3 separate regions of the Mus musculus genome follow, and all the other regions are linked to region 3. The links are chromatin contacts, called in public Hi-C and Micro-C maps. All regions are on one chromosome and are shown on one strand. Each heading gives the region's core, a stretch centred on a gene start, on an enhancer-like site or on the middle of the called end of the contact. The rest is flanking DNA. Distances are from core to core; before and after follow the strand shown.

The links. Hi-C and Micro-C count contacts between places; a contact is called where the count stands out from the background.
Region 1: a contact with region 3 is called in a Micro-C map of muscle stem cells, with 4 times the contacts expected there. The contact joins two enhancer-like sites. A contact is called at or near these places in 1 of 39 promoter capture datasets (the 3T3-L1 cell line), 15 of 484 Hi-C or Micro-C datasets (the C2C12 cell line, CD4 T cells, the G1E-ER4 cell line and 10 more), 7 of 115 datasets of contacts at active chromatin or transcription factors (T-cell acute lymphoblastic leukemia, bone marrow-derived macrophages, craniofacial prominence and 4 more) and 3 of 9 other capture datasets (adipose tissue, embryonic stem cells and pancreatic islet).
Region 2: a Hi-C map of muscle stem cells shows a contact between it and region 3, with 2.4 times the contacts expected there. The contact joins the promoter of Edn3 here to the enhancer-like site in region 3. A contact is called at or near these places in 1 of 484 Hi-C or Micro-C datasets (muscle stem cells) and 1 of 9 other capture datasets (adipose tissue).

What each region holds. Positions count from the first base shown.
Region 1 is chr2:174,320,627-174,325,117 of GRCm38.p6, forward strand. All of the region lies in intron 1 of Gnas (GNAS (guanine nucleotide binding protein, alpha stimulating) complex locus), which reads left to right. It overlaps Gm30189 (predicted gene, 30189), which reads right to left. Exons shown (of 4, transcript NR_166448.1): 3 at 3,038-3,339; 4 at 280-1,571. Among named protein-coding and RNA genes, the nearest start is that of Gm30189, 4.5 kb to the right of the region's middle. Within about 2 kb of position 1,500, at least 1 of the 459 cell types and tissues checked has an H3K27ac peak or open chromatin away from gene starts, as enhancers often do. A contact at or near this core is called in muscle stem cells, where this site is marked.
Region 2 is chr2:174,759,303-174,763,720 of GRCm38.p6, forward strand. Edn3 (endothelin 3) reads left to right here and starts at 1,317. Exons shown (of 5, transcript NM_007903.5): 1 at 1,317-1,716; 2 at 2,211-2,523. The coding sequence starts at 1,665.
Region 3 is chr2:174,559,043-174,564,099 of GRCm38.p6, forward strand. No RefSeq gene overlaps it. Among named protein-coding and RNA genes, the nearest start is that of Gm46781, 45 kb to the right of the region's middle. Within about 2 kb of position 3,034, at least 23 of the 459 cell types and tissues checked have an H3K27ac peak or open chromatin away from gene starts, as enhancers often do. A contact at or near this core is called in muscle stem cells, where this site is marked.

The DNA.
Region 1 (4,491 bases), core at 250-2,749, 240 kb before region 3:
TCACAGTCTCCAAAACTGAGCCAAGCTAATCAATTCCCTCTTTTCTCTCATCTGCATAGATAATTTAGCTAGTCTCTCTCGGATTCTACCTCCCCCCCACTTCTGTCTTATCAATGCAGTAGAAAGCTAGGCAGGTGGAAGAGAAGATGGCAGGTCAGTCTCTTTGTGGTTTAGTCTAGCTCTGTTTATAAACACCTCAGGCAAAGGGGAAATGCAGACAGCATCCTGCTTCACCTTCCTCATTTTTTCCTCTGGGGTACAGGCCAGGCAGAACCCAGGTGTGACTTGAATATTTTATTTAACACTCACAGCCCCCTGAACATGTAAGTTTAGCAGTTTACCAAGTTTTGAATAGAAAAACGAAAAGGTTAAGAGTTAAAAACGTAGATTTTTCAGTTGTCCTGTTAAGCAGGGACTCAGGATTCTAATGAGTCTCTGAAATCAAAGTCTTGTTACTGAAATGGAGCAATTGGTGCTGAGGCTGTCACAAAACAGGCAGGTGGTGGGACAAGGGACAAGCAAGGCTCCACTGAGATAAATTGTTTTTGTGGTGATTTTGTTTCTCTCCAGGGCTTCTAGGCTGCTTGTAGCTAGCTGGCTTTCTTTCCTTCTCTCTTTTCCCTTCCCTTCCTCCCTCCTTTTCTCTCTACCCTCCACCCAGGTATACATTTTCATTTTTCTCATTTTTGAAGAATCGAGCCTCTGTGTTTTCTTGTCATAGCCTCTTCTGTATCCACTTTAAAAATGAAATATTTGTTAAAAGTCCTCCCCACACCCACCCCCCAAAGCTTCACTTTCTCTTTGCCATCTGTACCAATCAATCTAGAGGGCATGAAAGTTTTTTTTTTTTTTAAAGATTTATTTATTATATGTAAGTACACTGTAGTTGTCTTCAGACACACTAGAAGAGGGCGTCAGATCTCATTATGGATGGTTGTGAGCCACCATGTGGTTGCTGGGATTCGAACTCGGGACCTTTGGAAGAGCAGTCAGTGCTCTTAACCGCTGAGCCATCTCACCAGCCCCCGAGGGCATGAAAGTTTTACAAAGTTAGGGGAGTAAGAACAATGGAAGCAGATGAAACTGTAAGGCATAGTTGTAAATTATAGTATTAAGATTGCTCAGGGATCATCTTTCTATCTACATTTTTGTTATCTCTAACCTACTTCATTGACAGAAATTAAACTATAGAGATTATTTAAGAAAGCCGTCCTTTCGGTGTGACAAGTCACTTTAAATGGCTGTACTCCAGAAGCTTCCGAGGTGCTTGGATTAAAAGCTCTAGCTAGGGGCCGGGCATGCTCTTAGACATGCCACCTTCTTTAATGACACCAATTTTGGTGACAAGCTTCCTCGAACCCTGAGCTTGCTCCAGTCACAGAAACTCCGTCAGATGAGCATTAGAGAAGCTAGCTGCTTTCTTCTGCCTTCCCTCAGGAAGAGTCATCCCGGCTTTCTGGTTCTGTGATTAGGGAGCTGCAGTTCCCTTCTGGCCCAAGGCTGATGCTGTTGTTAAAATGTTGAAGACTGAGAACACATGCTCTGCTGTGCCTGTAGCTGGAGGCTCTTTCCTGGATGGATGTAATGTTGGCATCAGTTAATTGTGGGGAAAATCTGAGTTAGACCTTGTAATTTCAGCTGGTCTGTGCAAGTGATGGTACACCTGTCACTCAAGCTAGTGTCCAAGCTACAAGTCACAGCTGTAGCGTGCTTTCAGCATTAGCTGGTATCGTACTGTTCCTTAGGAAAAAGAAACTATTACATGTGGTTAGTGTTTTGCTTATTAACCCTTAGGGAATTTCTTGGGGTCCTTTATTTGTTTGGCTAATAGGGGCGATATTTAAAACCAATCTGTTATCCTCACCCAATTTTAAATTACTTTATCGTTTTATGTAAATGTCCTCTAAAGGCAACACACATTTTTAATACCCACCCCCAGATATATAAAACCAGTCTGCTTTGTATTCTTTGTGAAGTCAGTGACATTCTTTTAATTTGGGGGTGTAGTTAGCACAAAAGGAATTGTAATCTGAGAATATAGTAGAGACTAATATAAGGGACAGACAGGAATGTTCAAGAAAGGGAGAGAGGCCACTTGCCCAGTAATGAGTGGCATGCAGAGGCCCTGGGATGTGGCTGTAGGTACAGCTAAGGCCTGTAGCTCATAAGACATGTCCATTTATCCAATCTCCAGGCTTCTTACACATGTCTGGTACTTTGGGGCTACAGAATTTTCTCTAGTTGGACACTTCAAGAGCGAGGCAGAGACCTCAGAAGGCCACAGTGCCATCTGGGCCTGGCTGGTGTTGAGGGCACTACCACTGGCTTCCCAGCTAGCACTGAGCATGAGTCCACACAAGGTCAGACAGGGACTTCTTCACATCTCCCTTCCAAAGAGCCTTCCTCACTGGAGGGGCTGTACATTCTATGCCCTGGGGGAAACAGGTGGAGTTAAATAATAATTTTACATTTTTCCAATTTAAACGTGTGTGAGCAAACACAAAAAGATGAAAAGGTACCTACACCTCTAGATGAATTAAACATGTGATTAGGTATGTCACATTGATAACTTAATTTGGGGTTTCCTAACAGCAGACAAAGAGAGCGCTGTGGAACTGAAGGACCCCTGGCTCCCATCAGAATCTCAGTTGTCCCAAAGTAGGACTTATCAAATCATTCACTATTTGAAAATGCTTTTTGGTCAGTGAAAACCAAAGATATAAATGTATACTCACAAAGTTACATTCTGCTACAAAATATTTGCTGCCAGCTTGTGTTTTTAGCTAGCCTAGCTCTTACAATAGAACTAATTTTGAAAAACTGAATGCAAGGGGTTGGGGAGTGGGGAGATTGTTCAGAATCTGAAGATAATTAAAATATAAACATTTGGCAGAGGCTATTTTTTGTGTGTTTTATTGAGATATGGTATTACTCTATAGCCCAGGCTAGCCTCAAACTCAAACAACTCCTCTTGCCTTAAGTTCACGAGTTCTGAGATTATAGTCATGAACTGCCATACCCAATGTAACAAACTTACCTTAGTTGAAGACATTGTATTTTAGCGGAGGGTTTCAATACCTACTCTTCTTCATGTCGGATCACATCACCAGTTGCACCAACTTTTACTTTAGGGAAAGTAGCTGTTAGTTGGGAGAACTCTTTGATAGCCTTTCACCCAGTAGTACTCTCTGCTAGGCTGGTATCCCGTTGAAGCTGGTGTGCCCTGGGTAAATGGAGCTGCCCTCTCTTCCTTCTGCACGTTGCTCATGAGGCCTGTGGTTCATGATTATGCTGCTCACATCTTCCTAGTGGATCTTTCTCTTCTTTATCTCTTGCTGTCTAGAGTGGTTAGCCAGGAGAATCAAACACCGTTTAGAGTTAAATTTCAAAGGGAAGAGAGCTCCTATAATCTCCTTCCAGTCCCCTATTTTATACGTTATAGGGAGGGGAATTAGGCTTGTTTCTCGTACAGGTGGCACTTGCCTATCTGGGTCACAGATAGTCAATGAAGGCTACAAAAAAAACCAAACCAAACCAAAATGCACACACTGAAAAAAATGGGTCCAATCACCTTGGCCAGTTGGATTGAACTAGACTGAGATTCTATTCTAAGTTAAAGATATATTATTTGAGGATTAGCTGATGGATATTATTCAACTGGGAAATTTCACGTGCTTAGTTCATTCTTCAGTAGTTGACTTAGAACTTGTGAAATGACATTTAAATATCTAATGTAGAATGCATGTTTGGAGTTACTTTGTAGTTGAAATACTAACCAGTGGATATGACATGAAAAAAAAATGTCATGAATGGTCATGACATTGGATGTTTTAAAATTTAAAATTTTCTAGTTCTGAGTATTAAAGCCTTCTTATGGAGATTAGCCAGGCCTAGAGGAGCTCCACACAGTACCTGCTTTCACCTTCAATATGGCCAAAGTTGCAAGTAACATTTATCTGCAGCCACAGTTCCAGTCATCTAGCTAATTAAAGTGCGGAATGTGCTTTGAAGATAGAATGCATCACTAAGTACTATTATTAAAGCCTTACAGCTAAGGGTTCTGTTTCAGTGGAAGCCTAGTTATTGTTTCCTGGGCTATTAAAATAATATCATAATTGTGTTTTCTCTAGGCTCTTGGAAAGTAGCTTACAATGACCCCAACTAATGAAAGGCTCAAGAAAACATTCTTGTCTTAAAACTCAGCGACATCATTAAGTAGTAATACAATTTCGAAGATTCTAACCTATAGCAATGTTGTTGCTTCTGAAAGCAGATGAAACATTCACACTCAGAAAGAAAGATACAGAAGGGCTGAGGAAAAAAAATTACAAGCCGGCAGAGTTCAAACCGCAAGCTTGAAGTGTGCCATCAAGCTGTATATTAGGTGACCCAGTATTTCAGGTTAGGAATGTGTTATTTCAACTTTTTGGCTTTAGCATGAGTCAGGGAGGAGCCTGCATCCTCTCTGCCAATATATTTTATGGTCTCACT
Region 2 (4,418 bases), core at 67-2,566, 200 kb after region 3:
CCACCTGCCTCCTCTCTGCCCTCTGTACAGTGTCTTTTACTCTTAACCCTGATTCTCCACCTTTAACCTTCCTTATCTCAGCTGGAGTGAAGACCCAGGGCACACGTCCATCCAGGCAGTGTTTGCTTTGGCCACACCCACAGAGACCAGTGAAGACAACTGGGCTGTCAGTGCCCTCGACGATGGCAGATGGGTATTTTAATGGCAAGGAAAGAGAGAATAATAGATACTTCTCTTGACCTGGTGAAATCCAAGATGATTGTTAGGAGGTGGCACCTTGGAGGTGTCAGGTGGTAATAGCTAACCGGAGCACCGTGGCCTTCTACCACAATCCACCATTAAAGAAGAGCCATCCATGAGCCATGATAGACACCGGACATACTTGGACGTCCAAGACCTCAGAACTGGGAGCAGTATCTTTCTGTGTATGAGCCTTCAGTCTAAAGTGTCTTGCGACACACAGCAGTTCAAACCAACTGGCCTTTAGCTGGACTCCTTGGAGGCAGGGGCATTAGTCTCTTTCTACTTACCATCTGCTTTCTCATTTGCTGTGAGGCCTCAGTTTCCCTTCACATAGGATTCCCCATGGGACCACTTTGCCTGACTGGTTGGGGCTTCTTCTAATGACAAGTGTACCCCTTTCATGGCTTGCCTCATGAGAGCCACCTGGGCCACCTCTTTGGATTCTACTTTTTAGAATGCCAATCATTAGAAATATTGGCAGGGGGAGGAATGGCTTTGAAACCCACATTTTATGACAATAGTCAAAGGTTTGTAGACTCATTAAACTACCGCAGTGCCCTGAAAAGCAACACTTGTATGACTTTTGGAGAGAGGCCCCTCACTAAAGGGGCCAGTGAGGAAATAGGGCTCCCCCGAAACCGCTAACTCACGTTGAGTGGAATCTTTGTGACTTTGCTCTGGTCCTACAGCCCCACCTGTCACTTAGATCTTCCAGAGTCAGGGAGCTGGCTCGGGCACCCATGAATCAGAAGAGTAAAGTACACCCAGGGCCGTGGCACAAGGGCCCTCGGCAAGGGTAAGACCATTGGTGAATAGAACTTTTCCTTTAGACTGACTTCAAAGGAACAAGAAGCCAGCAGCCCTTCTGTGCAGCCCTTTCATGGTCTTGGTGCTCTTGGGGTGGGGGTGAGGTTGCTTTGGGCTGGGCAGGGGGTTTCAAGTGTGAGTCTATGTGTAAGTGAGCAGTGTGAGCACCGGCAGAGTGTGGCCTTCAAGCAGCTGTTCGGGCCTTCACCCTACCCCATCCACCCACGGGGAGCGCGGCGTCCCCGCCTCTCTCTACCCCTGGGTAAGCCTGGGGCGAATGCGCCTCTGGTCAGCTCCCCCCCTGCGCTTGCAAAGCGACCCCCGTGAGCCCCGGGTTCAAAGGCCCAGCGCGGCAGTTCCAGCCCCTCGGAGGGGCGGGGAGGCGAAGGGGGTGGTGCGGGAGCCAGAAAAGCCTGAGCCACAGCCGGCCAGCCCTGCGCAGGGATGGGCAGCGCGCTCTGAAAGTTCGTGACCGCCTCAGCCAAGTAACTCTGAGCCGGGACGCGCAGCTCAGGCAGCGACAGGACTCGAAAGCTGTAGCCAGTCTCACTACCCTTTTGCGGTCACAAGCGGCCACCCTCCAGGCCCGGTGCTCCCGCGCCTGATCGGGGTTCATGGAGCCGGGGCTGTGGCTCCTTCTCGGGCTCACAGTGACCTCCGCTGCAGGTAAGCGGGAGGGGCGGGGCGGCGCTCCTCTCCACGCGGGAGTGCACACAAAAGGAAGCCAGGCGCGGGTCTGTGTTGCGGGGAAGCTGATAAGTCTGGCTTTACACCCTGAAGTCTCCCAGGGGCGGGTAGAAGGGCCTGAAGACATAGCGATAACTTCCACTGGGTCTGGGGGTTTTCAGTTTGGGAGACTTTCTTTGGGCACTTTTCAGAGACTATACAAAAATTTTTTTGAGTTTTACCCAGTGAAGAACAAATAGCTTTCAGATTTCACAGGGACTGCAATAACTCTCAAGTTTTTACTGAATGTGCACGGAGCTTTGTAAACTTTTTAAGGCATTTGGCTTAGTTTGGAGACTTGGGGAAAATGCAACCAGCCTCCTCCAGACATTGCAGAAGTTTGGTTGAGTCTCATTCTGGTTTGGGGGGCGGGGTAGTGGGTGCCAAGAACTCTGTGTCAGCAGCTTAGGAGCCCTTCAATCCTCCTCCTGCAGGACTTGTGCCTTGCCCCCAGTCTGGGGACTCTGGCAGAGCCAGTGTGTCCCAGGGTCCCCCTGAAGCTGGATCAGAGAGGGGCTGTGAAGAGACTGTGGCTGGCCCTGGTGAGAGGATTGTGTCCCCAACAGTTGCACTGCCTGCACAGCCTGAAAGCGCTGGGCAGGAACGGGCACCAGGCAGGTCTGGGAAACAAGAGGACAAGGGGCTGCCTGCACACCACCGCCCTCGCCGCTGCACGTGCTTCACTTACAAGGACAAGGAGTGTGTCTACTATTGCCACCTGGACATCATCTGGATTAACACTCCTGAGTGAGTTGGCCTAGGGGTTTGGGGGAGGAGTGTGGCTCTGTGCCAGGCCTAAGGCTTCAGGGGTTTTTGCTCAGACCTCAGCCCACCTCATTCAGATCCCTGAATCTACCACAGTGCAGCATTCAGCTCCTGCAGTGGCTCCAGGCAGCATGACTCCTATCACAGGCCAGGGGCAACCCACCTCCCCTCTGAGAACCTAGTTACAAAGAAACTCAGTGCTGGATTTGAGATGTGGTGGGGTGGGACTTTAGATGCTCACAGAGTTCTATGCTCCTACCCCAGAGGCTCGTTGGGCTGAGCCTTCCTCCTAACTCTTTGGAATCCCTTAAGAGCAGCTTTGGGGTGGGGGCAAAGTAGGAAGGTAGGCTTGGCAGACCCAAATGATATACATCCCTTGAAATGGCTTCTTCCGTTTCTGCCCATCTTGGATGCCAAGCCAGAGTGACACATGTGGCTCACATGGCTGCCATTCCCCAGGGCTAACCCCAATGTCCACAGCCATGGCCACAGAGGGCCTCTCTGTTCAATCTTAAAATCTCTCACAAATACCTAGTACCAGGTGCTGCTGTATTTAAGTGTCTCTAGGTGTCACCTTTGATAAGAGGCACCCTCCCCTGGAACCATAGAGAAGGTTTCTCTGTTTTATTTTCCACTCAATCCCCACTGGACCACTGGGGTTTCCCCGTGCGCTAAGACATGACTTATAAGCAGCTATAGGGTGTGACCTTGTGGCCACTATCTCACAGCTTGTCTCTTGGATCCCTTGAATCTTGGGCTGGATGATGCTAAACTCAGTTCCTTGGGTGTTCTCTGCATCTCTAGGGATATCTACTGGAACTTGCCTAGGAATCCTTGTCTGGGAGCTTGGAGATGGCTGAGCACAACCCCTCAGCCTAGAAAGGCAACTAGTTATTCTCCTTCAGGGTTTCCTCTCTCTGGAAGCCCATTGGTGTCAGAGTCCTCTGTGCCATGGCTTTGAAGAGTCACTCATCCACCTAGGCATTTTAGTAATAAAGCACACAGGAGAGGGGGTACTCTGAGGGTCCAGTGTTTCCTGATTCTGTTGACAAGACCCCTAACAATACCCAGGTATGTCTGAAATCTCCCCAAGTGTCCAGAGTGGCAGGCAGAACTGGCTTCACTGAAGAGCCACCCAGACTCCTGCATAGGAACTGGGCTCAGGTGGACCCTGGGTTTGTTTAATCATGGCTGCTATTGTCCTTCAACTTCAGGACAATAAGGGTTCAGTAATCCCTTACTGAACCAAGAGCTGTGTGAGACTCCTCAGTTCTGTAGCTGATCTCAGTGGAGCCATTTACTTCCCTCCTGTGTCTGATGAGGCCCTTATACAATCTGTTGGCCACAATGGGGAGATGGGCAGGTTACAGGGGTGAGTATTGGGCCGTCCTGTATTGGTGTCTCTTCTCAGAGTCTCGAGTTCATCTTTTCTCAGAACCACCACCACCCTGACTGCTGTCCTTGATTTCTAACCATTTGCTGTTGTGATCCCACAAATGAACACCCCAGAAAGGGGATCCCTAGGCAGTCAAAAGGCCCTGGGTCCTGGCCTTGGCTCGAATCCCAAGTTATAAGTTTAGAAGAAGAGAGAAGAAACTGAGCAGGAAGGGACAGGGTGGAGTCAGGAATTGGAAACTCCTTTAGGTCTCTGCTTGTTGTCCAATGTTCTGAGCACTGCTTGGGTGGGAATTGAACACCTGGGACATGTCCTAGAGGCTCCATAAACACCCAGAGATATTTGAGATCCTGTGCTGGAATTCTGAGCTGTCTTGGGTGGAGTAAAAGGATGCCATGGACCATCTGCTTCTTCTGGGACAGCCACCTAGAAGAGTTCTCCTCGCGTCTGGTCTACGTCTTCCTCTCTTCTCCTACCTTAA
Region 3 (5,057 bases), core at 1,784-4,283:
CTGCCTCAGGGGAAAAAAAAACCAACAACAAAAAACAAAAGAACAAAACACGTTTTAAAAGAAGGGAAGAAAACTTATTTTGCTATGCTTTGGCAAAAACCCATAATCCCAGCTATTCAGGAGTCTGAGGCAGGAGGACCAAGGATGAGATGTTGAAGACCATCTTGGGCTGGGAAGTGAGTTTAAAACCAGCTTAGGCAGCTTAGTGAGACTCTTTAAAATCAAAGTGAGAAGAGGGCCAGAGATGTAGCTCAGCAAGATTGTCTAGTACAGCTTCTATTCGCAGTACTACACATGTGCACAAACATGGTTTGCTAATCAGTTAGCCTAAACAAAATCCTTTAAAACCATAGGAATTAACCCTGGAGGAGACTCCTATGCCTTACGCATAAAGGTTATGAATTTGGGGGGTTGAAGTCTTGATGCAATATCTTAGAGATTCTGGGACTCTTTTCTGAGACCAAAGCTATGCCTGGATCCTATGGGACAACCTGTTTGCAGAATTCTCTGTGGCACTGTGGGTCACAGTAGGCATCTTGACAGTATCGTGTTCTAGGTCCTTTCTATTCCCTGACCCCCAGAATTCCTTGCATGGCTTGAACAGTTAACCAGAGAAGCTTCTGCCAAGTTCCAAGGGACCCCAGGATGGGAAAGAGCCAGGAGCTCCCAAGGTGAGGAGTGGATGGGCACAATCCCGCCTCTGGAACTTCCAGTAGGCCAATATTTGATACCTTGAAGAACTAGGGATTTCTTGTAACTATGGAAACATAAATCTAGGCATTAAGGAGTCAGAGAGAAAACTGCTATTGTTGCCTTGACAACCGATAAACCTCCAAGTCTTTGTTTTTAGGAATAGGGGTAGCCACATTCATCTTGTAGATTAATTTGCTTGTACGAAGAAGTTAGAATGGGCCTGGGTACATTCTAGAGGCACATGATGATTAAAGCATTGTGTGTGGTATGTGTGTGTGTGTGTGTGTGTGTGTGTGTGTGTGTGTGTGTGTGTGCATGCCTTGGGAGAATCTTTCCAAGGTCTAGCAGAAAAGGTTTGTATATGGGGGTGTTAGAAAGGCTAAGATACCCGAAGCTGGTCACATGTTCTAATTGTCTTAGTGCTGTATCTCACATGAAATGGTTGCTCCTTATGTTCTACAGAGGTTGACTGATGCGAGCTGGTGCTGGGGAATGTTGTGAGGGAGCTGAGATCTCATTGTCATTAGGACGGATGTCCAGATGCTCCGTCTACTCCAACCCCTGCCCCCATGGTTGCATATGAGATGTAGGCTTTGAGTGAACTCTTCTGAGCCCACCCCTCTATGACTTTCAGCCTGCTGAGAAGTGCCAATGAGTAGCTGTGGCTCCAGGATGCTTGGAACTCTATATCCCAGGATCTTGTAAGATTTAGAATGTTAATCATCATTTGGCCTCCAAGAGTGGCATGAAGCTTTCTGAGCTGAGGCCGAGACAGACTTTGAAGCCTCCCACCCCAGAGCCAACCCTAGGGAGCTAGTGATAGATAGCTTCCTGCCTTCATGGGGTTTAAGGTGCTCCATCTCTTTGTGCCCCCCCTCCCCCCCGCTGTCTTGGTGGGGAAAATGGTACCAAGTCAAGAGAGGAAGCTAGCAGGAAGAGTTTGCTGAAGGTCGTCAGATTGACAAATGTGGGATTATAGAAGGCACTGAATAAAATCACAAATATGCACGTGCAAATTACTCATGGTGTGGCTAATGAGACAGACAGGTGGCAAGGCCCCCCATCCAACTTCAACCCCATCTCCAAAAGGGATAACTCTCTTCTGTCATTTCCACATACTGTCAGTGTCAGGGGGAATGCTGAAAAGGATGGAGAAATTACCAAGCTTCACATCTCTCTTCACCCCGGGATTCGCTACCAGAGATTCCAGACCCATATGAAAGGACAACCTGGGGAGTACAACAAGGTCACAGTTATACCTATGTCACAGACAGGCAGTGGGGCTCCGTGGGGCAGCCCTTCCACTCCAGAACTTGGGGAACGGAGGCAGGAGAGTTTTAAGTTCAAAGTCAATCTTGAGTTCTATAATGAGTTCTAGACCAGTCTAGGATCCATGGTGAAACTGTATTAAAAAAAATAAATAAGTAAAACAACCACAACAACAACAACAAAAGCCTATCCCTACAAAAAGGCAAAAAACAAGTACCTTCCTCCCCCCCAACCAGACAACAAGCAGCAGATGAAACTTTGGGAGAGAAAAAGCTTTAGACCAAGCTGAAAGCAAATTGTTTACTGAAATAGCCAATCGCCTACTCCCTGACCCACGCGGTGACCCAACCTCCTATTTTCTTGATGGGTTCAATTTCCTCATATCAAATGTAGACAAAAATGGAGCCTTGCCATGGCAAACCAGCGGGTTTGTGAATTAGGAAATGATCTAAAAGCATTAAAAATGCAGGCAATGAATCAATTTTGACATATTGCTTCTTTGTCAACTTTGTGACCGTTGAACTTGTTGCCGATCTGAAGGATATTTCATAAAAAGCTGCTTTTATTAACACGCATCAGACAAGGATTTATCTTATTAAGTCTGGGATAAGAAGCGAAGCTGTTCTTGGGTTACTCGGGGTGACAGTTTTGAGCCACTGTTTTTCACACGCCACTGAGACAACGGAAATGAATCCTCGTCGGTCCCTGGTTCCATTTTGCAAGTTACTTTAAAAACTAATAAAGGGAAATCATGCGGACAGCCTCGTGTATCTTGTCTGTCCCTGGCGTCTGCTTGCTCTTCCTGGGTTGTCATTTTTTTGCTGTGAGACGCCTCTTTTTTTCTTCTACTTCTGTTTAAAACAATCACCTTTTTTATTAAAAAAAAAAAAAAAAAAAGAAGGTTTTCAAACCGGGTACTAGAAACTTGATTATGTGGTGACAGGCGGCTCCTGACATTTCAGGAAGTGGGTGGAAAGCGGGAATTTTAAAGTGGATGAGTCATGTGGGATTAGAGAGGAAGCCACAGCAGCTGGGGGCAGAGGCTTCAGAGCAGATTTCATGGCTTATTCTGAAAGGCTACAGGGTACTTGCCTTTGTGAAGGCCAAATGGCAGACAATCGCTGACGCACAGGGAACAGGGGGTGGGATGGGGGGGTTGGGGGGGTGACAGGGTACAGGCTGAAGAGGCAGGTGGATCCTGCCCTGGAGAAGATGCTTAACCCTTAGCTTGCCTCTTAGAGTATGGCTGTGCACAGGATGTCAGACAGAGGCTTTGTCCTGCTGGAAGCAGGGGGCACTGAGGGTCATTCTTGAAGTTATTGACTTTTTGTTTTTTAATTGGTCTGTGTGTGTTTCTCTGCGTGTATCTCTGTGTGTGTCTGTGTGTGTGTGTCTAGGGGAGCCATGTAGGTCAGAGTAGATTGACACTGAATGTTTCTCTCAGCTGATCTTCACTTTAGTTGCAAGGAGACAGTCATGTGACTACATTGACTGGCCAGCAAGTTCTCCCAGAATCTTGTGTTGGGATTAGAGGCATGCGTTCTCTTGCCAGGCTTTAAAAGCCGGTGCTGGGAATCCAAATTCGGATCCTCATTCTTGCATGTCAAAGCCATCTTCTGAGCCCATTTGTCTTTGGAGGTAGGTCCCATTCTGTAGGATGGTCGTGAACTCAAGATATGTCAGTTTTCAAGGGCTTCAGAGAAACTCCATGGTGGTCCCAACTCTCTGGTGCTCGAGCAACAAGCATCTTCTCTCTCACCGTCTTCATTCTCTAGTTGGTTGTTCAAGCACTGGGAAGACATACTGAGGCCGTAACTACATTTGTCTTCGGGAAGGAACCCAGTGATCCTGAGTTGATCAGAAATGGTCAGTTGATTCCTGTCACTTGCCGTCATAAGAATCTTGGGATAATAACAGGAAGCTAAACTTTATAAACTGAGGTTGGTCCCGGTGCTGTGGGAAGCAAACAGTAAAGTATCATGGCTTTCAGCACACTGTCGGGCTGCTGGTATGTCTCATGCAGGCGTGAAGCTTGGCTCCTGGAGACCAGTGGGCCTCCACAGTCAGGGGAAGGAGACAACTTCATGGCCAAGAGGAGGATGGTTTTTGTAATCTCAGCCTAGGGTTAGGACTGTTGATGTGTCTCAGGTTTTTACTCATTTAAGAATTTATTTATTTTTAAAACAGGTTCTTGCTGGGTTGTGGTGGCACACACCATTAATCCCAGCAGTCGAGAGGCAGAGGCAGGCGGATCTTTGAGTTGGAGGCCAATCTGTTCTACAGAGTGAGTTCTAGAACAGCCAGGACTACACAGGGAGACCCTGACTCAAACAAAACAAAACAAAACAAAACAAAACAAAACAAAACAAAACAAAACACAACACAACAAACAGATAGGTTCTCAGTTATCCAAGCAGGCCTTGAACTCATTATGTAGCCATGGATAACCTTGAACTTCTAATTTTCCTGTCTCTGTCTCAAAGTGCTGCCATTACAGGCAGCAGCAAACCTAGTTTATGCAGTCCTGGGAACAAGCCCAGGTCTCATCCCCTTAGGTTGCCACTCTGCCAACTGTGGTCCATTCTCAGCACTAAAACTTGTTTTTTAAATAGTTTTGACAGAACCCTAAAAATTGTCAGCATTTTCTGTTTTTTTGTTTTGTTTTATTTATTCATTTATTTTTTGAGACAGGGTTTCTCTGTGTAGCCCTAGTTGTCCTGGAACTCACTCTGTAGACCAGGCTGGCCTCAAACTCAGAAATCCACCTGCCTCTGCCTCCCGAGTGCTGGGATTAAAAGCATGTGCCACCACTGCCTGGCTAATTGCCAGCATTTTACCAGAGGAAAATGGTTAACCTTCTCAGCTATCCCTGGTTCCTCTTCTTGACAAATCAACCATTATCCTAGGCTGGGGTCCTGGGTCTATGTCTTGGCTGGTGGTGGTGGGAATGATGTCCTCTGGCACTCTGTGTCCTTTCCCTGGGGGTGAGTGGGGACTGTGTTCTCAGTCTATGGCTCAAATGGACTGTTTAGCTCACACAGAAGTAACCACTGCTCATGAGGAACTGGAAGCCTGAAACACTTTCTCTAGAAGAG